Regions from separate parts of the Triticum aestivum genome. Here region 2 is linked to region 1. Evidence: chromatin contacts called from public Hi-C data. All regions are on one chromosome and are shown on one strand. Each heading gives the region's core, a stretch centred on a gene start, on an enhancer-like site or on the middle of the called end of the contact. The rest is flanking DNA. Distances are from core to core; before and after follow the strand shown.

Region 1 (7,018 bases), core at 2,657-5,156:
TATTTTCTTCTTACTAGGCCACTGGGACTTCTCCCGTGCTGATGGGGAACGGGTCACATGCCATCGTTCGAGGTGTTGGTACGGTCGATCTGAAGTTTACTTTGGGGAAGACCGTGCGTCTGAAGAACGTTCATCATGTGCCGTCCATCAATAAAAATCTCGTTAGCGGTTTCCGTTTATGTTGAGATGGTTTTAAGTTGGTTTTCGAATCCAATAAAGTTGTAATTTCTAAGTGTGGACAATTTGTTGGAAAAGGCTATGAGTGCGGAGGCTTGTTCCGCCTATCTTTGTCAGATATCTGCACTAAAGTTATTAATAATGTTTGCTACAATAATGAGTCTGATATTTGGCATTCACGACTTTGTCATATTAACTTTGGATGCATGACACGGCTAGCCAATATGAATTTAATTCCGAAAATCTCTCCTGTCAAGGGCTCTAAGTGCCAAGTATGTGTGCAAGCTAAGCAACCTCGCAAGTCCCATAAGACTGCAGAGGCAAAAGACTTGGCGCCACTAGAGCTTATACATTCTGATCTTTGTGAGATGAATGGCGTGTTGACAAAAGGTGGAAAGAGATACTTCATGACGTTGATTGATGACTCCACTATATATTGTTATGTGTATCTTCTGAAATCAAAATATGAGGCTTTGACTTTTTCAAAAACTATAAAGCTGAGGCAGAGAACCAACTTGATCGAAAAATTAAACGGCTTAGGTCCGATCGTGGTGGAGAGTATTTTTCAATGAATTTGATCTGTTTTGTGCGGAACATGGTATAATCCATGAGAGGACGCCTCCCTACTCACCCCAGTCAAATGGGGTAGCCGAAAGAAAGAACTGAACTCTAACTGATATGGTTAACACCATGTTAGACACTTCGGGTCTATCCAAGGAATGGTGGGGGGAGGCGCTAATGACTGCGTGTCATGCCCTAAACCGGGTTCCCACAAAGCATAAGACCATGACTCCATTTGAGAAATGGGAAAAGAAAAGATTAAAACTCTCTTACCTACGTACTTGGGGTTGTTTGGCGAAAGTCAATATACCAATTCCCAAGAAGCGCAAGCTTGGACCAAAAACCATGGATTGTGTTCTTCTGGGCAATGCTTTTCATAGCATCGGCTATAGATTTTTGATAATAAAATCTGAGGTGTCTGACATGCGTGTTGGTACGATTACGGAGTCAAATGATGCAACTTTCTTTGAGGACATATTTCCTATGAAGGATATGTCGAGTTCATCAAATCAGGAGATACCTACTCCATCTAGTGAGGAATTCACTGTAATTCCTGAACCCACCATTGCGATGGAACACGTTGAGAATCCTGTTGAGGGTGACAATGGAACTCCTGTGAGGAGTAAAAGACAGAGGACTGCAAAGTCCTTTGGTGATGATTCCATTGTGTACCTCGTGGATGACACACCCAGGACTATTTCAGAAGCCTATGCATCTCCTGATGCTGACTACTGGAAGGAAGTTGTACGTAGCGAGATGGATTCCATCTTAGCTAACGGTACCTGGGAGATCACTGACCGTTCTTATGGGTGCAAACCTGTAGGATGTAAGTGGGTGTTCAAGAAGAAGCTTAGACCTGATGGTACGATTGAAAAGTACAAGGCACGGCTTGTGGCCAAGGGTTATACCCAGAAAGAAGGTGAAGACTTCTTTGATACTTACTCACCCGTGGCTATACTGACCACAATTCGGGTGCTACTATCACTGGCTGCCTCACATGGTCTTCTCGTTCATCACATGAACGTTAAGACAACTTTCCTCAATGAAGAGTTGAAGGAGGAAATTTACATGGATCAGCCAGATGGTTTTGTAGTACCTGGTCAGGAAGGAAGGTGTGCAAGTTATTAAAGTCTTTATATGGCCTTAAACAAGCTCCTAAGGAGTGGCATGAGAAGTTCGAAAGAACATTAACTGCTGCCGGCTTTGTAGTAAACGATGGTGACAAGTGCGTGTACTATCGCTATGGTGGGGGCGAAGGAGTTATTCTTTGTCTGTATGTCGACGACATATTGATATTTGGAACCAAACTTGATTTAATCAAGGAGGTTAAGAATTTTTTATCTCGCTATTTTGAGATGAAGGATCTAGGAGTAGCTGGTGTTATCTTAAACATCAAGCTGTTGAGAGATGAGAATGGTGGGATCACACTGCTTCAGTCTCACTATGTGGAAAAGGTCTTGAGTCATTTTGGGTATAGCGACTGCACACCTTCTTCAACTCCATATGATGCTAGTGTGTTGCTTCGAAAGAATCGAAAGATTGCTAGAGATCAACTGAGGTATTCTCAGATTATTGGTTCGCTTATGTATTTGGCGAGTGCCATGAGGCCTGACATCTCTTTTGCTGTGAGCAAGCTGAGTCGGTTTGTGTCAAAACCGGAAGATGATCATTGGCATGCGTTTGAGAGAGTTATGCGCTATTTGAAAGGCACCGCGAGCTATGGGATTCACTACACCGGGTATCCAAGGGTACTGGAGGGTTATAGTGACTCAAACTGGATTTCTGATGCTGATGAGATAAAGGCCACAAGTGGTTATGTTTTTACACTTGGTGGTGGCGCTGTTTCCTGAAAGTCTTGCAAGCAGACCATCTTAACGAGGTTAACTATGGAAGCAGAACTCATAGCATTGGACATTGCCACTGTTGAAGTAGAGTGGCTTCGTGAACTCTTGATGGACTTACCTATGGTTGAAAAACCAATATCCCTATCCTGATGAACTGTGATAATCAAACTGTGATCTATTCATCTGCTATACTAGTTCACACGATTAGTTTAATCTCTGTTACTGTAATCATGATTTATCTTTTGTTTATTCGGATTAAATCTTATAGTAATTTGCTCATATTTCCAACACTGGCTATCACCGAGACCGTAGAAGGGGCATCATGAGAGGACGAGCACCGATCGGGGGAGCACTCGCGCCGGGGGCGACCGACGACCTACAGTGAGGCACCGCACGACCTTCACATTTTCTTTCATTCCCATTGCATCGGACTGTGTATCTGCTAGCTTCCTGACCCTTCTTTTCGCCAACCTGTAGATATTTTTCGAAAACTCTCGGGCATCTGCCGAATTCTAACGCATGAGCAATGCAATTATGCGTGCCATGCTCTCTCCGCGATCGAGGTTGGCGCTGGCGGAGTGGAGCGCCATCGCCATGATTTGATTTCCTCCCTGGCTGTGTGCAGCCAAGGCGCCTGCCTAGTTGCTCTGCTGCGTGGCCGTTCTCGTAGTCGTAGCTGCATGTCCGGCATGTGCATCTTTATCTCTCAAGTCGCCGAACATTTCTGACTGTCTAATTGACTGACCGACTGTAGCTTGCATGATGTGTGGTAGTAGATAGGTCACCTGATGATACAGCTGGTTGCTGCCTGTGTGTGGAGGAGTCCGGAGCAGCTGACGAGCAAGTCCAGAAACTTAACAGCTAACGCCAGCATGGGGAGTTCCTCCTCCGGCTGAACCCGGCACGCATATCTGAATCTGACGAATGTATGTATATCCTGTGTGCCGCATTCTAACCACGCGCGGACAGACGCGAGGCTTGCACAGATGGATCCAGGCGTTGCGTCGACCCGAGACAGTAGACAGCACGTCGGCACCTCCATCATTTTTTTTTTGAAACGAACACCTCCACAATTCATATATATTTCCAGAGTTAATGAAATTAGTTTCAGTTTGGGGGGGGGGGGGGGGGGGGGGGGGGGGCTAGACTAGACACTCCCTCGATCGATTCTTGGCCGTACGTTCAATTTCACACATGGAGAACGGGTGAAGGAACGAGGCCCCAAAAGGCGTTTTGGCTTGCTCCGGATCAGATATGCAGATGAGATCGACGGCCATACCACACTGTATACTACTGGTATTTGGCATGTTTATCATCACGCCGCGCCGCGGCATGCAGCACACGCGCGCACACACACGGGCGGTCAGGCTACTGCCGGAGAAGTCGCGGATGAACCCGACGTCACGGCAAACTTGGCTCGACAACGACGATCGCTGCTACTCCTGCTAGCTGGCTAGCTACCAAGAGCCACAAGAATGGGCGGCTCAGGCGGGCAGCCAGGCCGTCCACACAATCGGGGCCAAAGCGGTGCTGCTCGTGCTGCCGCTGCATGCAACCGAGCTACGATCGACCTGCATAATCTCCACCCACAAAACGGGACGCCACCCCACCTCACCAGTGCAAAAAACACCTTTTCTCTGCTACTGTTTCTGTCCCTGGCGTCCAAGCACCAGACGCATGCAAAACCTTGTGCGGTAGCGGCGCTTTTTTTTCTTTTCAAAAAGAGAGCGCTCTCTCCGATTTTCATTATCAGGAACCATAATGTTCGATACAAACTACTCCCCGTCTCATATTGTAAGACGTTTTTTTTACAACAATGTAGTGCTGAAAACCGTCTTATATTATACAACAGAGGGAGTACTAGAAATAAAAAGCCCGCAAAATAGAGGCAAATCCATTCTGGTACTCCCACAAACCGGGGTCTCCTGCACCAGCAAAAGCAAACAAATTCCTTGAGAACGATGCAGTTCCTGACGAGAAGAAGTAACGACGAGAAGGATAGGTAAGCCCGGGGGAGTATGGCTGTCAGCAGGCCGCAATCCTACGCTTCGCCCTCCATCCCAGAGTCGCCTTGAAAACCTCTCTAGCCAATGCTTCAATTCTTCTTGCGCCCTCATCCACTACCCTTCTGTTTTCGGGGTTTATCTACAACACAAATCATTCATAAAGCCTTTTGATAATAAGATTTATAGGAACACAAGGATCAGAGATCCCGTTGTTATCAAACACAAAACTATTCCTCAATTTCCAAATTGTCCAAAATATGGCAGAGATGCCAACTGTTATCAGATCTTTTTCTTTATTATGAGGCATCTGATGTTCTCGAGTGTGAGCTTGGGGATAGCAGACTGTCTCCAAGGGACGCCGTTCGCCGCCCCCTACAACTTTTCGTCGCCCTTCCATCAATGTGCGGCATTCCCCTCCAGCGTGGCTGTGAGACAGGTGTTTCTGGTGTCTCTGTCGAGGTCATCACGCACACTCCTGCAGGGATCCAATCCGATGCACTGTCTGCCTTCGATTTGGACCTATCGCTCGCTTCTGTCGTGCTAAGAAGCCTGTCCATCAAGCTTCGCTGCTCCAATGTCATGCTCCATCGCCTGCATCCACCGGTGATGTCTCCATGATAGATGTGCAGTTCCGGTCTGTTTCGGCTGATTAAGTCGGGTTGGTGGAGGAGACCGAGATGCTTCGCACTGAGCTTCGCGACTGCCTTGCGTGTGCCGACAGTGTTTTGGGGAGGGCGGAGGCCACTCTTTCCAAACTAGAGGCGGTGCCGGATGTGTCTTCGCTACATGAGCTTCAGATTGGGGTTGTACATGATGTGTCCTTGCTGCCCGAGATCCAGGTTGGCTCTGCCGATGGGGAAGCTAGCATGTATGGAGATCTCTCCCCTCGTGTTACAACATGTCAGTTGCCGCTGCCTGTCGTGCCGATTGCTTCCAGAAGTGAAGTCATTGTTGAGGTCGTGGCTCCGATGCTGCAGATTATGCCTGAGCTTTAGAAGCTCTGTGGGAAGCCCACTTCGCCTATTTCGATGGTGCTTCCTAAGGAGATGGGGTCTCTTAGAGGGGACTTGGCGATGCCGACTGCGACCTCATTGTCTTCATTGGAGCCGAGTCAGGTGCTCACCTTTGTGGACCTTGGAGGTTTGGCGGTTGCTGTTGCTGCTCTCTCACCTGAGGTTGTTGGCCCGGTGGCATTTGTTGGTGCTGAGGTTGATGAGGTAGGTGGTTTTGCACCTGTTGCTGAGGCGCCGAAGCCCGTCCGGTCTCCCATCTTTGACCGTGATGCTATGTTGGCATGCATTGACGAGGTGGTCTTCATGAAAAGGCTTGGCCGCTTGCTCACCGGCTTGGATGCAGCTTGTCCTAGGTCTGCCAAGACGATTGCTTGCCTCCTAGCGGAGGAGGTTTCTACGGGCAAAATGAAGAAGGTGAAGAAGGTTATCAGGAACATAGGCAAGAAGAGTGACGTCAGTAGGAAGGCGTCCGCGGCTGCTTAATGGAGGATGCTCCGTCTTTTCGTCATCCATCTTCGATTGACTCGTGGATTTGGTGGGTGTTCGGTGGTTTTGTTGAGGGTTTCGTTTCGACGTCATTCTGCGAGGGTTTGTGGTTGTTGCATGTTATGTATGTTTGTTGGGTTGACCGTGGCATCATGGAGTTTCTTTCTTAGCGATTAGTCCGCATGTCGTCTATATGTATCGGTTTTCGCCCGATTTTTCGTTAATTAACTGGGCAATTCTCTTCTTCTTAATTAATCGATGAGGCAAATCTTTTGCCTTCGCTTCAAATTTTTTCTTAAGCCAATTGTTAAACAAGTCATTTATATTATCAGGAATATTTCGTAAGTCAAAAGTATACTTAACAATATTCCATAAAAAATTAGCCACATGACATCCAAAAAACAAGTGATCAATGCTTTCATCATGCAAGCAGAAAGGGCATTTCTTTTCTCCTTTCCACCCTCTCCTCAACAAATTATCTTTGGTCAAAATGCCCTTTCTCAACACCAGCCACATAAAAACTTTCACTCTGGAAGCTTTTTTGTTTTCCACATGAAGTTGTGTGGGTATTTTACCCCATTCTCTATCATGTATCTATAATAGGACTTAACATTGTAAATACCATTTGTTAAAGACCATTTTATTCTGCCTCTATTTTAATTCAACACCACCCCCTCACAAGACTCTCTAATATTACTCCATAATTCCAAGGAGTCTCCATATAGAGTTCTCCTAAAAGAGACTGAAGCCAAACCTTTTCTAAACATTTCAGCTGCTGATTTGTTCTTATCCTCTCCTTTTTTTGAGTTCCATTGCGTATGCGTCACGCTCTTCTCTCTCCATTATAAAAGTAGGGAATTTCTAAGTGATATGGTTGCATGATCGGCATTTGCCCTACTGTGCGCGTGCATTTGAGAGTGTTCATTTAAGA
Region 2 (7,018 bases), core at 1,497-3,996, 220 kb after region 1:
GGGGTATTCTGTGTGGGCTGAGGACGCGAACTGACGAATTATCACAGGTTCTGGGGTTGTTTTCATTCAGCAAAGTTTTGGAAGGTGTTACACTGGGAATTGGGAGTTCCGGTGACGATCCCACTAGTCACAGCTTGCTCCCAGGGTGACCTCTCGAACTAGATCTTGTCCTGGATCGCAGATGCTTCAGATGATGAGAACGCGAGCATGGTACAGGGGCTGTACGGGCTTTGGCTCGCTAGAAATAATGCAAGGGAAGGGAAGAAGATAGAAGAAGCGGCAGATATAGCTCGCTCAGTCATTCGGGCCATGGAAGTATCGCAGGCTGTAAATGGGAGAGTCAGTAAGGCCGCGAATGTTACACCTGTGCAGAAGTGGGAAACACCAGAAGTGAACTGGGTGAAAGCGAATGTTGACGGTGCAACGTCCAAGATGGGAGATAGAGGGCGAGGAGGCATTGTCCTTAGGAACCATGAAGGAGCGTTTCTTGCTCGTGCCTGTCAATATATGCCTCACTGTACTGATCCAGCAACGATGGAGCTACAATCCTGTCGAAGGGCAGTGCTGGTTGCGGACGAGCTGAATGTAAATAATCTGCACATTGAAATGGATTGCAAAGAAGTGGTGAGTAAGATTCGGAGCAAGGAGAAAAATCTAACAGTGTTGGGGCCTGTGATTGAAGAGGTTAAGATGCTTCTGGAGGCGCGCCTGCAATGAAGGATTAGCTGGTTTCGACGCTTGGCGAATGGTGTGGCGCATGCATTAGCTAAGCTAGGCGTTTCATAGAACTTATGTAAAGTCTGGTTGCATGAGCCCTCAGAAATCCTGAAATAAATCCAGGAATAATGCGAGTACTTGAACTCTGGTGGGTCGGGCATACCACAATCCCTCGAACCATCTAACCATAGAAATGACTTTTGAGGATAGACTAAAAACATGGCTTTTCTCTCAAGTAAAAAAACATGCATTCCATTTATAAAGAAAAAACATGGATGGGGTTGCAGCGCAAGGGGCGAAAAAGCATAACAAAAAGGTACCTTGGCCGTGACGACAAGGAGCCGATGGAGGGACGCCCAAAATTGGCGGCATGTGCCATGGGCGATGCGGACGCAGCCAAGTGGGGCCACGTTGATAAGCACGTATCCGTAATCCATGTGACCCGCCCCCGCCCGCATAAACAATCCGCTGCCGTTGCCGTGCCTTTCAGCGCCTTGTCTCCCCTGCCTAATTGCTCCGGGGATACCCGCAACGCCACCCCCCAAAAACAATCGATCACTCAACCAACAACCCTACTGGTTTTATACTCCTGATTAGTGCAGATTCCCTCGCCGTTTGTTTGGAGCCTCGGAGAATTTACCCGAATTGTAGTGCTGGTTTCTTCATCTGGTTTATTTAACTCTAGAAATTACCCGATTGAATAGTAGTGGTTTCTTGATCCGGATTAATAAACACCAGTAGCGATTGCTTTTTAGTGGTTTCTTCATCTGGTTTAATGAACACTTTGTAAAAATTGGTAGTAGTACTAGTTGTTTCTTGATCTGATTTAATAAACGCCACCAGAAAGTACCCGAATAGCACCGTCTTATTGATCATTGATCAGGTTTAATAACTATCGTGTTTTAATAATTGGTGGTTTCTTGCTCCGATTTCAGAAACACTTGTTGAGATTAGCTAGTACAACGGCATACATGGAAAGAGTAAAATAAGAAGAAAAAAATAGTAACTTTCTCCACAAATATCTGGAGAGACAAGCTAGGGGCATCCAAGAGGCAAGCAAGAACACCGGCCCTCTGGTGTTCATAAGACACACAATCCTTGTTCCATCAATTTTCCGTTTCTCGTAAAAAAAGCCGAGAGCCGTACACAGATTTCTCATCACACAAAGCGCTACACCCGGTGGGAGCGCTCTCTGCTGAAAAATATTTACAGGGTACAGCGATGGCACGAGGCGTACAGAAAACGAAACCAAAAGGCAAATGCGAAAGGCGAGGGGCATAAGAGCCCTCTGCTAGGATCCATCTAAATTCCTACGCGCACACGGAGAGGCCACACACGGAGCTAGCACATAGCCGGGGGCGACGCGACGGGGCGAATCTCTCTCTTCTCTTCCCTCCACTCGTCCCTAAATCCAGGCCGTCAGGGTGGGGGCCGGCGGCGACCACGACTCGTCGGCGGCGGTGGTGGCGGCCGGGAGGAGCCGGGAGCGGCAGAGCGGGCAGGTGGCGTGGTCGTAGTCCAGCCAGGTCTCGAGGCAGGCGCGGTGGAAGAGGTGGCCACAGGGCAGGCGGTTCACCACGGCGTCCGCCTCGAAGCGAACAAGGCAGACGCGGCAGTCGGGCGTCGGCGAGGCCGCCGCGCCCCGCCTCCGGCCGAACCGCGCGGGGCGGAACCTGCTCCTGAACCTCTCGGCCAGGCTGGGGCCCGCCGGGGTGGCGGCCGTGAGCTGGTCGGCGCCGTCGGCGTCCTCCCCGGCCAGCAGCGAGGGCGGCGCGGGCAGGCCGAGGAAGACGAGCGCGGCGCGGAGGAGGCCCGCCAGGGCGGCGATCGAGACGACGGCGTGGTAGAGCAGGTAGATCAGGAGGCTCTCCTTGGGCGCCGGCATGCTGGAGATGCCCATCGCGGCGGCCTGGAGGAGGAATGGGGATCGATCCGGGGACCCGTCTGCAATTTGCGCCTTCTTTCGGGGTGGTCTGGGCGAGGGAGCGGTGCGGTGTGGGTGTGGTGGGATGGATACAGTGAGGGAGGGAGGGGGAGTCGGGGTGGGCGCATTTATAGCCGGCCCGGGGGCTGCTGGTGTCACCTCCCTATCCATCCCATCTCGTTCGGGTGGTGCACCGCGACCCGTGTTCGGCAGCCCGCCGCCGTCGGATCCGCGCGACGGACGCCCGATCTCATCCCAGAGGGGGAGGAGGGGGGGACACCCCACATGCGGTGCGGTGCGGTTCGATCGTGGGCGCCCAATAATTCCCCGCTCTGGTTCGGTTCGTGGCGCCCAATAATGCGTGCATGGTTCCTGAGGCCAATTATTTGGGCCGGCCGATCCAAGACCCGGTGGACCCATTTGTAGTAGCACGTGCAGTGCACCGCACCGGCGACGAGACGGTACAACGTCGAGCGACCGATCTCACTGTCACGGGACAGTGCGCCCTCCCGGAAGAAAATCGTCGGGCGCGATTGGCGAGGCCGATTGGCTCCGACAGATCCATATCAGAAAGGTGAGGGCGAAAGGGAATTCAATTCGGCCTACCGAACGTAAGCGGCTCAGCACGATTCCTGCCATTTATCCGCTCCGAACCGTGACGTGCTTGACTCGGAAGACATTATCGCAGCCTCATTTCAGTTGAAAAGACACGGGATTTTTTTCCCCGAATCTTTTGTTTTGGAAGCAGTACTAGTATTTCCTTCCGATTCTGCAGGAATGGTTCGGATCAGCTCGCCGATCGGGTTGCCGTGCCTGCACGACTGCGGCCGGCCGGTCGAACCGACCCCGACCCGACGCCCGGCCGGTCACGGTCAGCCCGTGCACCGAGCGGGAATCGATCTCCTGGTACGTACGCCACTGCACTAGCACCACGTCCCCTCCCCGTCGACGCAGTTACGGGCGCGACCAGTCTTGGACGCGCGAGACAGGGACGCGAGAGACGGCGACCGGCGCGGCCACGGGCGCTGCGGCTCGGCCGTTCAGGCTCGGCGGACGGACGCGCGGCCGCCAGGTCCGGTGCCCCGCCCTCCAGGGTGCCTCCGGCGACCCGTGTACTGCCCGTGGGTGCCGGCCGGCCGCGATGGACGCGGAGGTTCTTGGCTTGACCACTAGGCACACCAGTGGGCAGCGGCTGCTTTGCGTAATTGCTTGCCATGGGGAAAAGTCTCGGTGGAACGCACCTAATCATTTTTCGTTGGGGTGCCGCCGGTCCGTCGATGAAAGTTGCCTGGCAAGCTACCGACTACAGTACTGTACTGGGAGTACTTGTTTGTGTTACGTGCCCGTCGACAGTAATCCATCCATCGGACTAATCAACGGAGCTCGGCGTTTCTCTCGCCAAAATTAAAAACTGAAGACGGTCCGGTTGGGCTAGCTTGACTGCTACTAGTAGTAGTACGTAGTACGTGCAGCTCAAGTTTTTTCTTTTTTTCTTTTTGACGGGTACGTGCAGCTCAAGTTTTTTCTTTTTTTCTTTTTGACGGGTACGTGCAGCTCAAGTATTTGTGTTGCGTCTGAACTTGACCACGAACGGCCTGTTGACCTGCGCGGCTAACTAGCTAAGCCGTTGGAGTTTTCAAATGGCGCGTTGCTCTGTCGGTTCATATACAAAGGTTTCACCGAAAGTTTAATGGGGAATTCTGTTCACACGCGCACCGTCCTCGCCCAAACTGAGATCGACCGATATCTTCATTTACTACTCCACCGATGGCGACACCCAAGCACAGCCATTAGCGACAGGCACGCATGTCAGAGAAAATCGAATTTTTCGGATCCTTAGCGAGGTTTTCTATTGCCGAAAACAATTTAAAAAATCTGCTCACAGGCGCACCGTCCAGAGACCACGGCACGGAAGCACAACCAAAACGTGTGGGGTGCATGTTTACGTAGCGAATTGACGACTACAATGCATGATCATGCCTCGTAACAGTAACATTTCGCTCGACCGGCGACAGCGAAGGGCAGGAGGATTCCTGTGGCCGGGGCGCGCCCCCTACGGCGAGAGCCGTGCCGCGTAGCATCGCACTCGCGCTCGCACGGCACGGCTCGATCCACGGCCTAAACAATGCGGATGCTTGCGTTAAGCGTCCGGTCTGGCATCGTCCCTACTGCGCCGGCACATGCAGCTGCAGTGGCCACCAATGGACGGACGGACGGACACGCGTGGCCTCAGGAGGTGATGTGGGCGCCGGTGATCCACATCTGGAATCCGGTGGACGGCTCCGCCCTTTCCGCCAACCTGCCGGTGCGGTCGATTACTCTATTCAGGCCAGGAGTAAAAGATTCCACGGTGGATTTTTTAAGTAAATTCCGTGGTGACGGTGCGCTTCAGATAACTTGCGTGGCTTAGGCTTAGGCTTAGGCTAAGGCTTAGCCCGCGATGGCGTGGATCAGCGTGGCGGCTTAACCGCGGGGCCGGCCGGCGAGCAGGCGCGGGCGTGCGTCCACAGGAAGCAAGCGAGGAAGGAAGGAAGGAAGCAGAGGAAAGCGCGTGGGCGGGGTGCTGGGTAGTACCGACGAGGCGAGACCACCGGGGTCGCCGCTGACGTCCGTCGTTGCTTTCCGGCGCCGTCCGAGCGCTGCGGTGCGCCCAGCGCGGCACGCGGGGGCGCGTCCCCATCCCGCGCGCCCGGGTCACGTGGCCCGCGCTCGGGGCGACAGCGAGGCGCGCGGAAAGCAACGTGGCGGTGTCTCGAACCGGCGAGGGGGAGGGAGGCGTGGCGGGGCCGTGCGCCCGCCCGTCCGAGCCGTCGACGGGGCGCCCTCGCCCTCGTCACGCGCCGCGATCGCGATCGCGCGCCCGGGTGGTGCGTGCGTGCGCGCGTGCGCGCGGCTTGACCGCTTGTCCTGTCACCCATACGTGCTGCGTTGGACCGTGGTGACAAGTGTCTGCCACCATGTTGACAACTAGTCCCGTCGGGAGTGAGACCCGTACGTGTGTCTGAGAGATCGAGAAGCGTGATCGGATTTCTCTCTCTCTCGTTCGCCCCATCGCCGGCGTGTGCTGCTTGGAATTCCAAGCATCTTTGTACGCTGCTGCTGCTGGTATGTCTCTCGTCGTTGTGTCCTGTGTGTGCGTGTGTTTGGTGTCATGTCAGGCGAGGATCTTCGTCCGGCGACCCCTGGAACCGTCTAGAAGCAAGCACGTACGCCACAGGGTTACTGTATTTGTTTTTCTGATAAGACCCCACTCACATTGGATGCATTTGAAATTGACGCGCCGCTTTTACGGTACCAAAATGACTCACAGGGCAGCAGTAACTAACTCCATCAGGGAAATGATAAAGCACAACAACTAGAAAACAAACTCGGATATATTGAAGCGGATAACTAGCTTGATTCATAAGGACGCAATCCAGACCATGAACTTGCGAACCTAGATAGAATCACAAGACGAAACCACAAGGGTCCTTATGGATTAAGGGCAAGCCCTTCAATCCACACACGGGTTAACACTCAAAGAACTAATGCTCACAACACAACACCTACAACGCCATGACCATCTTAACTTTTTTGGCTTCTTCATATCTAGGAATTGCTCGCCCTTGATTGTTTTATCCATTATAGGCTTCAAGACATGGTTCACTCCATGATGCATGAAAGAATACTTGTTAGAACTCACATGGTGAGTAGCATTGTGATCAAACTGGCACAACCTCTCAAAAGGAGATGACAAGCTTGCATCACCACCTTGTTCACATGACTTCCCACTGAAAATTGCACCCTAGCATGATGTGTAATCTCCAGCTTACCAAAACCATTCAACTACTTCACACAATAGAGAAACACTAAGGATCTGTGTAGAAATGATACACATGTTGTCTTTGCTTTGATCTTTTTGTAATATGGGCATGTTTTTGATTTTTTTTCTTGTTTTTTGATAGAATTAATACTCCATGTGTTTCTAAATATAAGTCCTTTTAGAGATTTCCCTAAGGACTACATATACTAAAATCTCTAAAAGGACTTATATTTAGGAACAGAGGGAATACAATTTAATGGAGGACATGCTGGATTTTGTCTTACAAGGCACGACATCCCCACTTTGTCCGATCGGGCTCAATGGATTTAGTAATTATAGAAGAAAAAAACACTAAGGATGAATAAGAGAAAGTGGACAGAAATGACTAGCGACGACGATGATAACCAATAAAACTCCTTGAAATCAATGGATTGGTTGCTTAACAACGGTGTTAGCCACGAGCACAACAATCAATAGGTGGTGCCAACAAGTTGGGTCGACGCCACCAAGGTGGTTAGAATCATGATCCTACCTTCCAATTGTACGAATTTACACGATGGCTGGACTAGTTACAC

The links. Hi-C and Micro-C count contacts between places; a contact is called where the count stands out from the background.
Region 2: a contact with region 1 is called in a Hi-C map of leaf, with 3 times the contacts expected there. The contact joins the promoter of LOC123104085 here to the enhancer-like site in region 1. A contact is called at or near these places in 2 of 5 Hi-C or Micro-C datasets (both in leaf).

The regions. Positions count from the first base shown.
Region 1 is chr5A:470,124,240-470,131,257 of IWGSC CS RefSeq v2.1, forward strand. No RefSeq gene overlaps it. Among protein-coding and RNA genes, the nearest start is that of LOC123104084, 56 kb to the left of the region's middle. Within about 2 kb of position 3,907, at least 1 of the 8 cell types and tissues checked has an H3K27ac peak or open chromatin away from gene starts, as enhancers often do. A contact at or near this core is called in leaf, where this site is marked.
Region 2 is chr5A:470,350,282-470,357,299 of IWGSC CS RefSeq v2.1, forward strand. It overlaps LOC123104085 (probable E3 ubiquitin-protein ligase XERICO), which reads right to left and starts at 2,747. Exons shown (of 1, transcript XM_044525810.1): 1 at 1,816-2,747. The coding sequence starts at 2,617. The coding sequence ends at 2,123.